Regions from separate parts of the Zea mays genome. Here region 1 is linked to region 2. A link is a contact called in public Hi-C data. All regions are on one chromosome and are shown on one strand. Each heading gives the region's core, a stretch centred on a gene start, on an enhancer-like site or on the middle of the called end of the contact. The rest is flanking DNA. Distances are from core to core; before and after follow the strand shown.

Evidence for each region. A called contact is a pair of places that touch in the nucleus more often than the background predicts.
Region 1: a Hi-C map of ear shows a contact between it and region 2, with 6 times the contacts expected there. The contact joins the promoter of LOC100192744 here to the enhancer-like site in region 2. A contact is called at or near these places in 4 of 25 Hi-C or Micro-C datasets (bundle sheath, ear, leaf and 1 more).

Annotation. Positions count from the first base shown.
Region 1 is chr1:307,017,302-307,021,500 of Zm-B73-REFERENCE-NAM-5.0, forward strand. LOC100192744 reads right to left here and starts at 2,788. Exons shown (of 2, transcript NM_001358545.1): 1 at 2,465-2,788; 2 at 1,335-2,353. The coding sequence starts at 2,753. The coding sequence ends at 1,512. LOC100384071 reads right to left here. Exons shown (of 6, transcript NM_001176671.2): 6 at 3,157-3,978. The coding sequence ends at 3,715.
Region 2 is chr1:306,728,316-306,732,532 of Zm-B73-REFERENCE-NAM-5.0, forward strand. No RefSeq gene overlaps it. Among protein-coding and RNA genes, the nearest start is that of LOC118476197, 14 kb to the left of the region's middle. Within about 2 kb of position 1,521, at least 15 of the 20 cell types and tissues checked have an H3K27ac peak or open chromatin away from gene starts, as enhancers often do. A contact at or near this core is called in ear, leaf and tassel, where this site is marked.

The DNA.
Region 1 (4,199 bases), core at 1,538-4,037, 290 kb after region 2:
AAAGAGACGTACGCGTAGATTACATTTGGGGTCAAGTTAATGAATGAGTACACGCACACCCACTAAATCGATGGAATGTGCCGTACGTCGTAGCTTAATTGGTGTGCTAGTAATTATTGCACACTCGATTGATTTATCCATGCGAACAAGTGGTTGGTAATTGGCATTTAAAAATAATACTAGCTCCGTTCCTGAATATTTGTCGTCTGTTAGTTTATGTTTTGAATTAAAATACGACAAATAAAAAAGAACGAAGTGAGTAACATATTATATCAAGAAGATGATCGTTTTTTTATTTTCCTACGTCCTCCGCTCTAAAATTTGACTATAAAAGTTGGAAACGCGTACATAATAAATAATGCAAAAGAAGATGAGGCTCTTTTAATTGATATTTATAAGTCTATATATGCATAGTTACAAGGAAGAGATGTCATCACATGCACAGCTAGTCTACTTCCTCCTCAGATCAACCTAGTCGATCAGTTCATTTCAGTCTTGCTCCTCCATCAGAATTCCATATATATACTGCCTCATGGTTCGTCAGTACTGCACAAACAACGGCAGGAGATTGAGTTAAGAAAAAGAAAGAAAACAACACAGCTCGTAAGGCAATTGTACACATCCAGCAGGAAAAAAGAAGAAGGACAAGTGGAAAAGCTAGTAAGAAAGTTAATGGCAACTTTATTTTATAAATCGATTAGGGGATCGGAAAGGGGAACCCGAGAGTTACATCATTCTTTCTATCTGTTGTTGTTGTGGCATCCAACATCAACAGCACTAGATATACTCCAAAAGCTAGCTAGCTAGCATTCCTTCCGGCGGCCAGCTGTTTGTTTAAAGCTAGCTAGCTAGCAGAGAGAGATGGATCACTTGTTCTTGCACTCCCTGCTGTCGTCTGTGTATATGATCCGGCTGGCCAGGAATCTATCACTTCATCATCGAGTCGAATCGCATACATATATATATGTGGCTGGTACGACAGTTTCACTTGGTGTGATTTTGCATGCTGTTTCAAATCTAGGTATAAAAAGCTCTCCGATCATCAGTCAGATCAGGTGTGGTACGGTTGAGTGCAAGTCTTTTTGAGACAATTTGTTAACTGCTAATTTTTTAGATAATGATTTGTTAACTGGCTATCTGGCTAGCTATTATTACCTTAAATATAATGCTAGATAAGGATGACAGCGCGACTATTTACGGTAGGTATAGTATAGCCTTTCGAATGTCGGCGTCTTGAGAGATTTGGCCCATTTAAAATGATGTCTGGAAAGTTCAAAATCTATCAGATGGAGACTTGCAGTACGTGTACGAAAGCTTCTTTGAACCCGTATTGTGTGCAGTGCAATCGGATTTCAGTAAGAAAAGCATCTCAGTATATGATTTTTTTTTTGATAGGAAATAAGTGTAACAATGGGCTGCGGTATTTGGAGGATGGGCTCATTTAATTTGGTTGCTGTTGGGTCGATTGGGCCAGCTACCAGAGACAGAGACAGCGAGTACGTGATATATAGTCATGAGAAGAGCACGTGTCCGTAGTTTTGAAAGATGTCGTTGACGATGATCCTGTAGGCTCTCTCTGTTGGGTGGTAGCTGTCGAAGAAGACGTGTTGCGAGACGTCGTCGCAGACGGAGACGAAGCGGGAGTCACATAGCCCCGTGACCTCGATGGTGCCGGTGCCGCAGCATCCCCTGGTGGTCTCGGAGAAGCCGTACTCCTCCCCGCGCTCCATGAGGTGGTCCAGGATGCGGTAGATGTCGAGGAAGACGACCAGCACGTCGGCGTCGGCGTCGGCGTTGTTGTTGTTGTTGAAGGCGGCGATCATCTCCTGGGCCCTGGCGTTGTACAGCAGCGCCGCCTCGTTTCGCTTGGGCTCGCAGGCCCTGGTGGCGAGGCCGCCCCCGAGCGTGCGCTGCGACGGCACGCAGCCCACCGGCGGCATCCCCACGAAGCCGATCCTCCTGGCGCCCCTGGAGCTGACGACCAGCTCGCGGAGGAACTCCTCGGCGTGGCCCACCAGCAGGTCCACGTAGCCCGGGATGTCGTACTCGGCGCTGCGGAACGGCGTGGTGAAGTAGGTGTTGGCCACGTCGTCGGTGCCGGCGCACACCAGGAACAGCGCGCCCTCGATGATCCGCGCCGTCTCGGCCTCGCCGGCGATGTCCACCAGCCTCCCCCGGTACTCGTCGAAGTAGGCGAGCTGCTGGTCCATCGAGATGACGCTGACCACGACGGGAGTCAGCGGGTCGAATCCGGTGGCGCCGGACGCGAAGCTGACGCCGGTGAGAAGGTCATCGGGGCTCAGGTCCACGCCCAGGTAGGGCGGAAGCAGCTGCTTCACGCCGAGCTGCTGGGCTGGGCGCAGCTAGCATGCATGTGTTTAATGTTTGTTTGTTTGTTAATTATATATATAATATGCATCAGACAGACGAGACGACGACGGAGGCATAGCATAGCATAGCATACCAATGAGGTCTGTTGGTATGAGGCCGTTGGAGTAGCGTCCGGTGGCCTCGTGGTTCAACATGTCCATGCCGTAGGGCGGATGGTTGGCCTTGATCAGCGTGTGCAAACCATTGTTGTTCCCCGGATCCACGATGGAGTCGCCGAACACGATCACCGCCGTCACAACCTGCTGCTGCTGCTGCGACGACCACCTCGCCTGCAGCAGCAGCAGCACGAGGGGGAGGAGGAGAACGAGCGGCGCCGTCGTAGCCATGGTCGATCGCTGCCGTCGCCACCACCACCACCGCATACCCTCTCTGCTTATTATATAGTATACAAAAATGCATGTGTGGTTATTGCTGGATGCTGACACGCACGTACCAGGCGGTTGAGAGTTGCATGATGACAGACAACTGCATTGGATGCATGATCACTCACTCCACCTGCCATACTGTTACTAACTAATTCAATGCGTAATGAAACGAATCAAGAGTTCGCATGTCAGATGACAGGGACCCGTATCCGTCTAGTAAACAGCGACGACGATGGCTTGGTTTGGTAGATCAAACAGGACGCGGCTGATTTCAAGTCTGCATACGTGTCTTCTGCTGCTGCTGCAGAACAGGACCACGCAATCTCAGTCTCCATCATTCACAGCCACCATAATACCATACAAGGCCAGCACAGCAGAATGAACAGGGAGCAAACATTATCTAACATCTTCTTCTTACTTTAACTTAACGCCACCACAAAAACAAAACAAGTCAAACTCCCTCACTCTCCCAAGTCAGAAACTTTCAGCTCCTCCATAAAAAAAATAAAAAAAAAACCTGAAGGTCCTACAACATCCATCCCGATGAAGACTAGTTCATCGCAACACCAGAATACCATCCTGTGAAAACAAAGCCGCCCAGGGCCGCTACGCTAGTCTTCAATTGACTTCTTTTTCAGTCTTCAATAGACTTGTTTTTTCAGTCTTCCATGTCATCTGAGGCGCCTCCAGATGTAACCACCGCCTTCCTTCTCTGCTGCTTCACCAGCTGCCCTACCCCTCCGCCTGAATACCACAAGGTAAAGCAAAATCTTATCTACCTGACCCCCGGTAAACACATTCGCCTGTCAGTCTAACACGCCCCTCATGAGTCATTATCACACCTCGTCCAAACCCCCCCCCCCCAACCAACCCCAAAAACCCGAAAAAAAAGAAGAAACTATCATTTGTGCTCTGGCACAAAACCCCTGCAGTCATGGTGTGAAGGCGAGCCACTGTCTTATTGCAACTCCTGCTGACCAGAACTGTCTTCAGCTGCCGGTTCCTTACCAGAAGGCGATCCGTTCTGGACGACATCATGATGGTTCAGCTCCTCTGCGCCAGTAGAGCTAGCGGATTCATGCAGACCCATGCCTCCTAGATGTGATGTCAGGTTATTGACATTAGGTCTTGATACAGATGCTAATCTTGACGGGGCATCAGGATTGCTCTCGCGAGGGATCACCCATTTCTCCCAGTCTCCGTGCTTCCTGATTTTATTATCCTGCATTAACAAACACACAGCGACCTATATAAGCACACTAAATTTCAGATCTCAAAGGTCCAAGTCATTCAGGTTCAGGCATAAAATGTCAAACCACAAATTCCTACCCGTGTCTCCAAGATGGCATGTCACAAATTTGAAAGCACAAACCAAAGGGAATTAAGTACAGCAGGACAGTGCACCAGAATTTTTGCTGCTCCCATGATGAGGGTAAGTAAAGC
Region 2 (4,217 bases), core at 271-2,770:
CAGCCACAGAAGATGGAGCTACATTTGGAGAAGACATTGTGTTGTCGCTACTTGCTGCAGTCTTGACAGAAACCTGAAACCAGGGTACTCGCTGCACAGTCTTGAGTTCTTGACACTTGACAGAAACCTGAAACCAGGGTACTCACTGCACAGTCTTGAGTTCTTGACACTTGACAGAAACCTGAAACCAGGGGAAGCAGGGGAGGAGGAACACCATTCTTGAGTCTTGACAGAAACCTGAGAGAAAGCAGGGGAGGAGGACCTACCAGGGAAGACCTGCCGCCGTGCAGGGAGGGGCGCGCCCAGGGAACAGCAGCCACGCGCAGGGAGCAGCAGCCGTGCGCAGGGAGCAGGGAGGAGCCGCGCGCACAAGGAGCAGCAGCCGCGCGCACAGGGAGGAGCAGCCGGCGCACAGTGAGGGGCTGCTGCGCGCGCACAGGGAGGGGCTGCCGCGCGTGCACAGGAGGCCGCGTCCAGGAAGGTGGCGCCGCCGCCGCAAGTGCCGTCCAGGGAAGGTGTGCCCTAATCAATTTCTCTATTTCCTTATCTATTCCCCTCTGCTTCCTACTTTCCTTACCTATTCCCGCGCCAAAACGTGCGCCAATTTGGGCTCTGCGCACGCGCGGCGACTACGGCCAACAACCCCAAGGTCAGGCGTCACCCAGGGGAAGAAGGCGTCGCCCAGTCGCCTACCTCGCTAAGGCGGACGCCATGCTCGTTCTTACCTGGGCGGTGCCGATGCCTAGCAAAATCTAGCGCCTGGACGCCTAGGCGTCGCCTAGGCGATGCCTTTTAAACCATGCTCTAGAGTAATTTTTTTCTATTGTTTCGTACCTTGGAGGACCGTCATAGATGACAAAACCACTTCCAAATCCAGTTCTCTTTCCTCTCTTGTCAATGATGGTAACGATACTGCTCCGGCAGTCTCTGGCTTCCAAGCGAGTGAAGATATCCGGAGCGTATTTCATCATGTCGTCGTCCTGCAGATCACATAGATAAGATGTCAATTTTCATTTTCGTCCCAAATAAGTTCCTACAGAAAACAGAGAAAATAAACTGAGGCATTTTCAAAAGATGACATACAAGCTTCTGTTACCGGATTCAGCTTCCATACACCCAGTATTCCATGTCTCACAACTAAAAGAGCACATTCCAGACCACACTCCGGTGTTTTCTGACTTGCCACCAGCAGTTTTTTCAGAGACAAATCCTCCGGATCCAGAAAGCATTTTGGACAGGCGTTTGGTGAGAAAAGGTTCAGCTGCTGTTACTCAAATCCTGATCAAGTGGGCAGGTCTTCCTACGGAGATGGCTACCTGGGAGGATTACAATGTGCTACGAACCAAGTTTCCCGCTTCTACCATCTGGGGACCAGCTGGTTCTTCAGGAGGGGCACTGTCATGGCGTCGCCGGCACAGGAGAACTAACAGGAAGGGAGCCGCCAGGCGGGATTGTTCTGAGACTGATCTTGTTTGATTGTTGGGCCGGATTTGGGCCTTGTAATTGGCGTATAGGCCATATACATAAATACTGTAGCAACCTGGTCAAGAAATAACAGAACAACAAATCCCCACCATACCTCTGTCTTCCCTCTTCTCTGCTGCTTCTTCCCGCATCTTCTTCCCGAAATCTCCGGTGATCGCCGGTGGCTCGCCGTCGGATATCACACGCGGGTTGGGGATCGCGGGCCGGGGCGGTGGGACTGAGCAACAGTGCAGGCGGTGGCGCGTTCGGCGGCGGAGGTGAAGGGCAGCTTTGCTAGAGGAGGAGGCCATAGGGGTGGGCAGCGAGGGCGGCGGTCGCGGACGCCGGGCGGGGAGGGGATGGGCGGGGGCGCGGTATCGCTAATTCGCTACTGTGGGCGCTACTTTGCTTTAATAGTAGTAGTAAAGTAATAAACTAATAATAGGGACTAGGGGTTTTCTTGGGGTTTTAGAGCCGAGGTCTTCCTGCTCCTCTCTAAGACACTAGACTAGTGCCGAATGAATGCCGAGGCACTCCTGCTCCTCTGTCTTCGCCGTCACCGAGGTACGAGGAATTGGTGGCCAGCCGGCCGGCCAGAGGAGCGTATGCGATCGATGCGACAAGTAAAAGATGAGCCTTTTCTCAACCTCCCGTTGTGCCATGGGAACCGAGGATGCAAGGCGGGCCGGGCGGAGCCGAATGAATGCCGAGGCACTCCTGCTCCCTGGCTTCGCCGTCACCGAGGTACGAGGAATTGGTGGCCAGCCGGCCGGCCAGAGGAGCGTATCTGCTTATGCGATCGATGCGACAAGTAAAAGATGATCCTTTCTTCTTCCTCAATCTCCCGGTGTGCCATGGGAACCTGCGACTCTGCGAGGCGGGCCGGGCAGAACCGAATGAATGCCGAGGCACTCCTGCTCCTCTGGCTTCGCCGTCACCGAGGTACGAGGAATTGGTGGCCAGCCGGTCGGCCAGAGGAGCGTATCTGCGTATGCGATCGATGCGACAAGTAAAAGATGAGCCTTTCTTCTTCCTTAACCTACCGGTGTGCCATGGGAACGGAGGATGCAAGGCGGGCCGGGCGGACTCCACGAGCGGTGACTCTCGACGTAGTCAGAGAGAGAGAGAGAGAGAGAGAGAGAGAGAGAGAGAGAGAGAGGGTGGTATATACCTCCATCCCTGTCGTGCTTCTCGGCTGCAGTATGCGATCAGCGGAGAGACAGCGAACTGCTCACCGGACGAGAGGGCGAGAGGGCAGAGGAGGAGAGGAGGAGAGGGAGTAGTGCCTGGTTGGGGTTTTGAGATGGGTGGCGTTGCCTGAGCACTGAACATTACCGTGACCCCTGCCCCTACTTTTTTCCACTTTGGGAAGAAGAAACCTGACACGTTTGGGGCCACAGGGCAGTGAGAGAAGGGGTATGGGGTATCAGAGACCAGGGCTGGGCAATCGGTTTACTTATTCGGTTCGGTTTTTTCGGTATAAGGAAAGTTCAGTTTTCAAATTTAGACAACCGTTCGGTTAGGGAATTTTATAAAAAACCGGGGATTTCGGTTTTCGGTTTCATCGGTTTGGTTTTCGGTTATTTCGGTTTTCAGAAATTGGAGAACCTTACCAGATAAACTGCATACGACATACAGGTAACAAGTTTCAAATAAACTGCATACGACATGCAGGATTACAGGTAGTAAGTTTCAAGCATACTGAACTGATGGAACTGAACGTCTGAACCTTAATCTTGTAAAGCAACAGCATACCGAACTGAACTGAACGTCCGAATGTTCGAACTGGACATCGCATACAGCAACAGCATACTGAACTGAATGTCTGAACCTTACTCCGTACAACATACATGTAGTAAGTCCCGCTCATATGAACATTAGTAAACTGAAATAGCAAACTAAAAGTTAGTCTTACAGTCTTAGTAAACTGAAATAGCAATCTGTTCACATGATCAGAAATAGAAACTGTTCACATGGTCTTACAGTCTTACAGGCCAACTTAAATAACTCAAATAGCAAACTGAAAGTTGTGAACAACCACACAGGGCAACAACAAGTCCATAAAGAGCACCAAGCCAACATGCAGGCTGCAACACTAGAGCACCAAGCCATCAAGAGCAACATGTTATTAGCCTACAACCAAGAACAGAATCGAACAAGATGTGATTAGTTAACAGTTAGGAATAAGATTATGACTGAGTAGGAACAAGATGTGATTAGTTAACAGCCTACAAACAAGATGTGCATTTTTCATACCAAGTTGACAAGTTTATGACTGAGTAGGTGTGTCCTCCTTATTCTTGTCCTTAGAAATGTTCAGTCCTTCAAGTTCTGCAATTAGAGAACAAAATTACCATTGCGCTATTATAATTCATTATTCATCAAACAAGAAAGATACACAGTTCACATCTAAACTTATTTACCTTCCTCAAGCTTGGCAATTTGTTCGGTGTCCTCTTTAACACTAAAAACATTGGATCCACGAATCCAATCATTAGCACAAATCAGGCGCTCAACCATTGTTGGTGTTAGTGAGCTTCAAAAGTCATCGAGTGTTCTTCCGCCTGCACTAAAAGCTACTTCGGATGCAACTATTGCCAAGCTTAAACCCTAAACCCTAAACCCCCGCAGTCAGCCAGATTTTGGTAGTTTTTACAAGGAAGGGGCAACGACCATATGGCCCCTTAAAAGGATCCCCTAGGCGTTCCTTTTCAGTAACCAAGCATACCAAGAGCTACTCTTCACTCTGACAT